Regions from separate parts of the Mus musculus genome. Here region 2 is linked to region 1. Evidence: chromatin contacts called from public HiChIP or PLAC-seq data. All regions are on one chromosome and are shown on one strand. The core of a region is the stretch at or near the end of the contact, and the rest is flanking DNA. Distances in the headings are between cores, read along the strand shown. Region 1 has its middle 100 kb from the start of Gm23970. Region 2 overlaps Etl4 (enhancer trap locus 4).

Region 1 (4,455 bases), core at 930-3,429:
TAGCTGAGTAGTACTCCATTGTGTAAATGTAGCACATTTTTTGTATCCATTCCTCTGTTGAGGGGCATCTGGATTCTTTCCAGCTTCTGGCTATTATAAATAAGGCTGCTATGAACATAGTAGAGCATGTTTCTTTCTTACTAGTTGGAACATCTTCTGGAGATGGTATCTGAGGAACCTCCAGACTGGTTTCCAGAGTGGTTGCACAAGCATGCAATCCCACCAACAATGGAGGAGTGTTTCTCTTTCTCCACATCCTCGCCAGCATCTGCTGTCACCTGAATTTTTGATCTTAGCCATTCTGACTGGTGTGAGGTGGAATCTCAGGGTTGTTTTGATTTGCATTTCCCTGATGATTAAGGATGCTGAACATTTTTTTCAGGTGTTTCTCAGCCATTCGGTATTCCTCAGGTGAGAATTCTTTGTTTAGCTCTGAGCCCCATTTTTTTAATGGGGTTATTTGGTTTTCTGGAGTCCACCTTCTTGAGCTCTTTATATATATTGGATATTAGTCCTCTATCTGATTTAGGATAGGTAAAGATCCTTTCCCAATCTGTTGGTGGCCCTTTTGTCTTATTGACGGTGTCTTTTGCCTTATAGAAGCTTTGCAGTTTCATGAGGTCCCATTTGTCAATTCTCAATCTTACAGCACAAGCCGTTGCTATTCTATTCAGGAATTTTTCCCCCATTTGGCCTTTCTTTTGCTGTATTAATACAAAAGCACTTTAAAAGATTTTTTTAAAGTGATGATTATAATTTCTTTCTTTTCTCTCTCTCTCTCTCTCTCTCTCTCTCTCTCTCTCTCTCTCTCTTTCTGGTTTTTCAAGGCAGGGTTTCTCTGTATAGCCCTGGCTGTCCTGGAACTCACTTTGTAGACCAGGCTGGCCTCAACCTCAGAAATCCGCCTGCCTCTGCCTCCGAGTGCTGGGATTACAGGCATGTGCCACCAAGCTCGGCTGTTTCCTGTGTTTCTTAAGACTCAGTTTGCATCTGATCAGATGGCAATATTAGAGAGAGTCCCACAGACTTTGGAGAAGAGTATGTCTTCCACAGTGTTTGGCTGGAATGTTCCATAAGTGGCTGTAAAGGCTGCTTGATCTATGGTGTCCTTTAACTCAGAAGTTGTTCTCCTTATATCTTATTGAGCTGAACTCAGAAATCTGCCTGCCTCTGCCTCCAAAGTGCTGGGATTAAAGGCATGCACCACCATGCCCAGCTGATTATAATTTCTTACTCACATATCTTAGACTATATCTAACGGCCAGGAGAAGCTAACTTAGAGATACTTGGCTTCATCTACAGACATTCTTTTTTTTTTCCCTTCTTGCAAAATATTTGCATGCCAGTTGGAACCAAAGTTTTTATTATTTATTTTTTTTAGCTATTTATTTTATTGTGTTAGTGATTCCATACTGGCTATAATTTCCCAAACTAAAAACAAACTGGAGGAAGAAAACTCAGTTAAAGGCAGCATCACATATAGATGTAAATGCCATAAGCTGAATGGAAGCCTGACTGAATGACAATTTCCAAACACACTGTTAGTCCCTAAAAAGGTGCTGGCTGTTGTGACTTCTGCTCAGTGAGCTGCTATGGCAGCGGGGCACCAAAGCAAATAACTCCATTCCTCATTTCTCATGGTGGAATTTTCAGCTTTCTTTGTTGTATACCAGTCCATGGCCTACTTGAACCGGGAACACCTGGGAGGCAGGCTGGGGCTGAAAAAGACTTAGATGGTGAGAGATTAATGGAGACCAAGACACAATTCTGTTCAAGGCCCACCAGTTTACTAAGAGAGTATGCTTATAAGGGGGAAGGCCCATTCCCCACCAGTCCGTTCTTGGTGTCTGGAGCCAGCCTGTAGGTGATGTGCACAACAGGATGTTCCTCTGGAATATCTCAAGGGCCTCTCAGCAGGTAGCAGTGTCTTGGAGAGAGCAGTGGCAGGTGATAGAACAAAAGAGCCATCTAGGTCCGAAGGCTCCACCCTAGGTAATCTCCTTCTTAGTGGCAGCAAGGTCAAAGTCTGGATCAGCCTGCTTCAGGCTAGGGGAGTCTACAATTCCTCCGTGATTATATAATAAAAATAGCTGGGCTGAGGCATAAAATTTCTGCCACTGGAGCTTGCAGGAGGCGAGGCTGGACTCTTGCTGAAATCAGAGTGTGAGGCCTTGACTGACCTGCTTGGAAAACAAAGCCAAGACAGTAAAAAGCAACACGATAAAAGCTTCTTTGTTGAAGCCCAGGTACTTTATTCAGTTGCAAATTAGCAATGATCAAGCTCAGGCTCTGGCCTCCTGTTGTGGGGGAGCTGGCTTTGAGAATTAGCAGAAAGGCTCCAAATTAACTTTGCTAGGTAATTAAGATTTTTAGCTATCTTCAATAGGAATCTCTAATATTGGAATTATTACTAGACCAGTCCAATATTGAGTTAGAAGAACTGGTCACATTGAAAGAAAGAGAAGAATCATTATAACTCTTTCTTATGACTAATCTTTCTAAGTCAGATTCCACGGTCTTTAACGTTCTATGTCCCATAAGATTAAAAAGCTTGAAGCAAGGCACCTTAGCTTGTCCAATCTGGTACAGAGGCAAGCAAAGGTGTGTCAAAACATATACCAAATTCAGCTTTCTTGTCACCATCATCAGGGCACTCAGAGAACTCACAGGTCAGCTTGTCACACGAATCCTTCTGACAGTTGTCATGCTTCTATAGCATTCTGTGGAGAGAACCTAAGCTTTCCCCTTTCCCCAATAGGGTAGCTGTTTAGGATCAAGCCATATGCCAATAAGTAGATCCTTTTCATCTCACCCAGACATGATTATATCTAGTTTTAAGATACTATAAGACATTTATTAAGTTCTTTGATATCCAAATTTCAAAATTCTTAAAATAAAAATATGATTTAAATAATGTACACGGGGATATAATTCCTCCCCTTCTTTGTTTTTTTAAGAAGCTATAGTTTAATACTTTGTCTTTGAGAATTATTAAATTGTTGGCAAAACATCTCAAATACTTGACTGTTATAGTCAGTTTTAATATAACATGGGCAGTGACTAATTACACTTTTCAGTTCTCTTGAAGAGCGGTTGTTACTAGAAAGCTTGAAAAGTTATTAATAGTCACATGTGCATAATTTATTTATTTATTAATCAGAAATAAGAGCATTCATTTGCAGCAATTGATTAAGTAAAGGTCCTCAAGAATTAACACCATTATGTGGAAACAGGTAGAATCTGAGGACACCAAGAACAAATTTTTTTCACATGTACATTCAAAAAAATTTATCAACCTATCTTGAGGATAATGATTATCTATAGTTCCTATAAATCCTATTTGAGCAAGCAACCAATCCGTACTGTTCTTCTTCAGCCAAGTATCTTGTTCTGCGCTGTAAGGCTGAACAATGATATCTGGGTCTTTGCCAAAATAAGTTAGTGCCTGTCTCCTTCCAAGGATGATCATCTGAGCTACTGCTTCATGATATGGCAGGTTAATACGTTTAGGAGAAATCCTCAAATGTATCCACATTAGAGGAGCCTTTTGTCACAACAATCCTGTAGATATATGAATCGTATTAAAAATTAACAGATGTAAAGGCAAAGAGTAATCTATATAAGTGACAAATTGTTCTTCAATGGCTCTTTCCACTAGTTGCAAGGCCAGCAATCCTTCTAAGGTTAAAGATCGAGGGGAGGTAGGATCAGAACTCCCTTTAAGAATATCAAATAAAGGTTTCAGTTCCCCTGTAGTAAGCTTTAAATAGGGGTGAAGCCAATTAATATCACCTAGCAATTTTTGGAAATCATTTAAAGCTTTTAAGTTGTCCCTGCAAATAACTATCTTCTGGGGAAAAACAGCTTGATTTGTAAGTCTAAAACCCAAATAATTATAAGGATCCTGAGTTTGTATCTTCTCAGGAGCTATCTGTAATCCTTTATCAGCTAAGGCCTTTTGTAAGTCTCTATAACACAAAAGCAAATCCTGGGGGTCTTTTCCAGGTAACCCAGGACAAATTCTTAACTGTCCAAAAACAGTCTTCTTAAAAGAACAGCATTTTTTCTTATGAGTTGTATATGCATAAACAATTGCAAATTTGAGAATTTATAGTATCTGAGGGATGAACAATTTTAAGCAAGTGTAAGCTCTGAGATATATAGATAAATATACAAATTAAAGCTTGATTATTCAACATTTTAAAACACCATCTACAGCACACAATTTAATTATCTGTGCTGAAGCAGGAGGGAACTCAAAAGAATAAGCGTGTGATCCAATTCACATATACTTTTCTCCCATAGGAGGGCTGTTTTTAAACACAGTAAATGGGATGCATGCATGCATGAATTTATAGAAGGTACAAAAGCATGCATAAAAACAATTTTCAACTTATCTTTAGGATAGTAATTATCAATTTTATTTTAAAACGATGGTATGCAATGGGCCAAATA
Region 2 (4,455 bases), core at 1,424-3,923, 520 kb after region 1:
TACTGAATACCTACTTAGTGCTCATCATCACAAAGGCATTCAGATGAGTCAGCTAGCGTCTCCGGGGGGCCGAGAGAAACGGGTGCACCCTCAATGAAAACAGAGTGCTTCTGAGATACCTGAGATCAACGTTTAAGGTTTACTTTTGAGATTATAATGTAAATGCATCACTGTTCACTCCCCTTTCTTCCCTCCAAACTCTCCCATACACCCCTCCTTTTTAATTAAGTAGCTCTTCACATACTCAATACATCAATCCATCCTCTTTAATAAACTTGTATTCCCAGGTCCTGTGGCCTGTTCATTTATTACAGGGATCTAAGAGTGCATTTTGATGCTAATAGTATCAAAGGGATACCCTTGGTGCACTCTTTATGGTACTAATATTATGAGAAGGTATATGTATATGTGCATATTTTTGTATGTTTATATGTTGGTATCTATTTACAAATCTGTACCACTTTGTGCACACATATATACATACATACATTCATAACGTTCCTCCATATCTGTAGGCTCTGCATCTATGGTTTCACCCAAGCACAGGTCAAAAACACTTAGGGGAAAAAATGAAGTTTGTATTGTGAATGAGAAAAGAAAATAAAAATGAGGCTATGACTGCCCGAGGTGTGGTGGAGGAGAAGGTTTGTTGTAGATAAGAGGGAGAGCAGAGCTGGAGGCATCTGAAGGATCTGGATGGAGCACGACCGGGACACTGAGCTGGGCCATGTGTGGAGGAGTAGGGAAAAGGAGAGAGGGGAACCAGTGAGCAAGTGAACAAGGGGCCCAAGTGTAAAAGGGAGCATACAACCCAAGCAGCTGGGCTGACCACAGAAGAATAGCTGGAGGAAAGGTATGGCAGCCAGAAGGACCCTATAACAGAAGGGGACTGAAGGTTTCCAGAAGGACTCTATAACAGAAGGGACTGAAGGTTGCCAGGAGGACCCTATAACAGAAGGGGACTGAAGGTTGTCAGGAGAACCTGTGGCCGGAGGCTGCTTTGATATGTTAATAGGGTTCTCAACCATTTGTCCCAGGTCCAGTGGGGTGTCTGTAGGCACTAAGTCTCCCTAGAATGAATTCCATCCAACCTTGAGCATACACACTTGGGGGTAATGGTAGTAGTGCCATTGTGTAGATCTGCTGCAGCTCCAAGTTTCATCTGCTGTTCTCTATTGCTAAAGGATTTAGTTGAGGATGGCTAAACTCATAGCTCAGCCAGCTTCACTTTGGTTGTTTTCAGTCATGGCAGCACACCATGGAGTTGAGTTACCCTGTTCTGAGGAACATGGACATGGACTATTATCCTCCCACATGGTCTGCTATTATGTAAGCAGAGAGTCGCTACAGGAGCAGAATGGGTATTGTAGACGATAAGGCTGGGGCATGCACAGAGCCTGAAAGAGCTAATCCTGTCTGTCCTATTTGTTTTGCTGGAGCACAGGGTGGGCAGTCAACTCATTGAATGCATGTTATGGTCAGGACAGCACAATACAGTGACTTTGCCTGATAAATTCCTTAGGTAGCAAAGCAGTTAAAGGTACCTGCAGGCCTTATCGATCTTTTCTAGAGCTTTTATTAAAGTACGAGTGTGCACAAAGGTTATTTAGCAGGGACTCATGTTGCCAAGCTTATCTTAGATTTATGGTAAATCTGGAAGCAAAGGTTATGTTTTCAAGGGAGTGATAGGAAGGGCTTGGGGACAGAAATCCTAGCAACTTGGTCTCTGTCTCAGGTCCCTCACTGCCTACCACCTCCAGAGCTGTTCCAGAGGGGCCCACATGATTCAGCTGCGTGCAGACACTCATTCTTTATCATGATCCTGTGGTTGACATCAGACACTTCTCTTAAAAGGCATTGTGACACTTCAAAGGGAAATGGGGAGGAGAATAGTCATGTGTGGATCTCTTAAATGCCTCTCTAGAAAGTAACAAAGGAGGATATACATATCCATTTATATATAGTTATGTATAGTTATATTATGCACGCACATATGAGATTAAAAAAAAATCCTTTGGTGGCAAGATGGGGAGGAGGGTCTTGTGAAATCAAATTGGAAGTGAGCTTTGGCAAGCTGTCATGGAGGTTTATGTCACAAGAACAAGATCCATTGGGGTGACCGTTCCTTAGAGTCCCCTTGTGGTAGAAGCTGGTCAGTTGGGAGAGACATTGTCTTTCTTACCCTCCTTCACCTAGACTACACTAGCAGCAATTCTTTCCCTTCTCCCATGCTCTTAAGCAAGACATGGCATACACAGGTTTGCCTTTCAAAATGTAAATAGATTTGCCTTCCAATCTCCTATCCCTTTCCCACTGGGATAGTCCACATCAGCTACAAACACTCCATCAACCTTTGTTCTTCCTTCCCATTGTGCTACCCCATTCTCACACATCCACAAACAGGATATCGGGTGCCTATCCCAGGGCTCTGCAAACCCATAGCTAAGTGGCAGCACTCCTGAAACTACTTGGTTCCTCTGGCCAGGACATAGAGGACATTCCAGTTCTGCTGGGCCAGGGTGTGGAGAGGGACAGAGAAAGAAGGCTCAGATGAAGCTGCCAGCAGATCCACTCCCTCTAGTGGCTTGAGGACATGGGAGGAGCCATGCTGAGAGCAGCAGGCAGGACCCAGGGTTGGGGAGTGTGTGGGGAGCCAGGAACAGAATGAACTGCCATGAGGGGTCACAGCCCTTTCACTGCCCACTTGAGGATGGAATCTGGCTGTGTCTGGGTGGGTCTGGGTGGGTCTAGCTGGGAGTGCCCACAGACAGCTGTGAACTTTTATAATAGCCTTAGAAAAGACAAAGGAAAGCCCAGAGGAGTCAGTAAGTAAGCAAATGACAGAATGATTACCGGAGAAGAGTCATGGGGGGGGGGGGGGGGGGGAATTAGATACAAAACAGTAAAAAAAAAAAAAAAAAAAAAAAAAAAGTCTGTGATATAAAAAGTGGTACCCTATTTGCAGTTCAAGGAGATTCACCTTTGCTTCTAGCACATAGCCCAAACCTAATCAGATTGGTCATGAAGATGCTGTGGTACCCACCTTCCTCAGTAACAGTTAACAAATGCCCTGCTGGTGGTTTAAACCCACAGCTATGTGTCCGCCAGAAGGTAAGACCTTGCTGTGCTTAGCTCTGGCTACAATTTATAGGTACCCAAGTCCTAGTGTATAACACACTAATCTGCCCAAGGCAGGATACAGGGACTTGCATACCTTTTGCCAACACAGTTTTAAAGATTTAAATCTGGCTAACAAACTATAAGACAAGATGTATTACTTCCTCATACTTCTGGAAGTATAACCTTCATAATGTCCAGATATGAGCATAAGGCCACGCTTGATTTCCAACTTTTCTGAACTGTTGTTGTTTTGCTAGCTCATCTGATTGAGAAGACCAACCCCTGACATCTCAGCCTTGAGCAATGTTACCTGCCCCCTCAGGTTCTGCCTGTCTACTGTGCATGGTAGTTGGAAAGATTCTTCGCAATAACAGTCATGTCACATCCCTCCTCAGTACCAAGAGTTTCTTTGCTCATCCAGCTTGGGGGTATGGATCCCCTTCCAGACATCTCTGTCACACAGTATGTCACAAAGCATTAGGGAGCTGATCTTTTCTAAGAGTGTGGGCATTAGATGGGTTATGTCTTTTCCCAGCTCGCGGGCAATATGGCAACTCTATGTGGGTTTATTGGTTGTTGTTTTGTTTTTATGGTTGTTGTGTGTCTTCTTTAAGAGCTTCAAAATGGAGGCCAAAGAAATAGGGATTTCCACAAATGGCCTATATCCTTTCTCTCCCTCTGGAAACTATTTTGAGTCTGGCCTTCAAACTCCTGAAGGAAGCTGAGAAAGAGCTTCCCAGAGAAGAACAGTTGCTTAGGGTGAACCACATCTTCCTGGTGCCCATCCTTATTGCTCATCTAGTAGATCTAACAGATCTGCAGAACCAAGGAGCAAGCATACACTGAGGGTGCTCCTGAATATCTATCAGCAGCAGCATATAACCAGTGTTGACCTGATATTGGGGGTCTACCCCTTAGGGACCTGTGACGGCAACCTGTGCACCTTAAGGCATAAGAGTGGCAAAGACCATCCACTCAAAGATGGATTAGAACTGCTACCTCAAGTCCCTCCTTAAGTGATAGAGAAGGCATGCTTTTGATGAGACTCATAGACAATGAGAGCTAGAATTGCTGTGACAGGAGATGAGAACTGGGAGATAGAAACTGAAACAGAATCAGGACAAAAGGGCCAATGTGCCAAGCCTAGGAGTAAGAGTGAGGAGAAGAGTGGGTGGAGAAGCCCCAAAGCACAATATGCTTTGGGGTCCAAGCAACCCATACTTGTGCCCTTTTAAAGCTTGAGGGCTGGAGAGATGGTTCAGTGGTTAAGAGCACTGACTGCTTTTCCAGAAGTCCTGAGATCAACTCCCAACAATCGCATGGGGCTCACAACCA

Evidence for each region. HiChIP or PLAC-seq counts read pairs in DNA pulled down with a chosen protein or histone mark.
Region 2: an H3K27ac HiChIP or PLAC-seq map of embryonic stem cells shows a contact between it and region 1, with 3 times the contacts expected there. The contact joins two enhancer-like sites. A contact is called at or near these places in 1 of 115 datasets of contacts at active chromatin or transcription factors (embryonic stem cells) and 1 of 9 other capture datasets (embryonic stem cells).

What each region holds. Positions count from the first base shown.
Region 1 is chr2:20,174,797-20,179,251 of GRCm38.p6, forward strand. It overlaps a transcript of Etl4 not described here. Among named protein-coding and RNA genes, the nearest start is that of Gm23970, 100 kb to the right of the region's middle. Within about 2 kb of position 2,180, at least 5 of the 459 cell types and tissues checked have an H3K27ac peak or open chromatin away from gene starts, as enhancers often do. A contact at or near this core is called in embryonic stem cells, where this site is marked.
Region 2 is chr2:20,691,373-20,695,827 of GRCm38.p6, forward strand. All of the region lies in intron 4 of Etl4 (enhancer trap locus 4), which reads left to right. Among named protein-coding and RNA genes, the nearest start is that of Arhgap21, 270 kb to the right of the region's middle. Within about 2 kb of position 2,674, at least 21 of the 459 cell types and tissues checked have an H3K27ac peak or open chromatin away from gene starts, as enhancers often do. A contact at or near this core is called in embryonic stem cells, where this site is marked.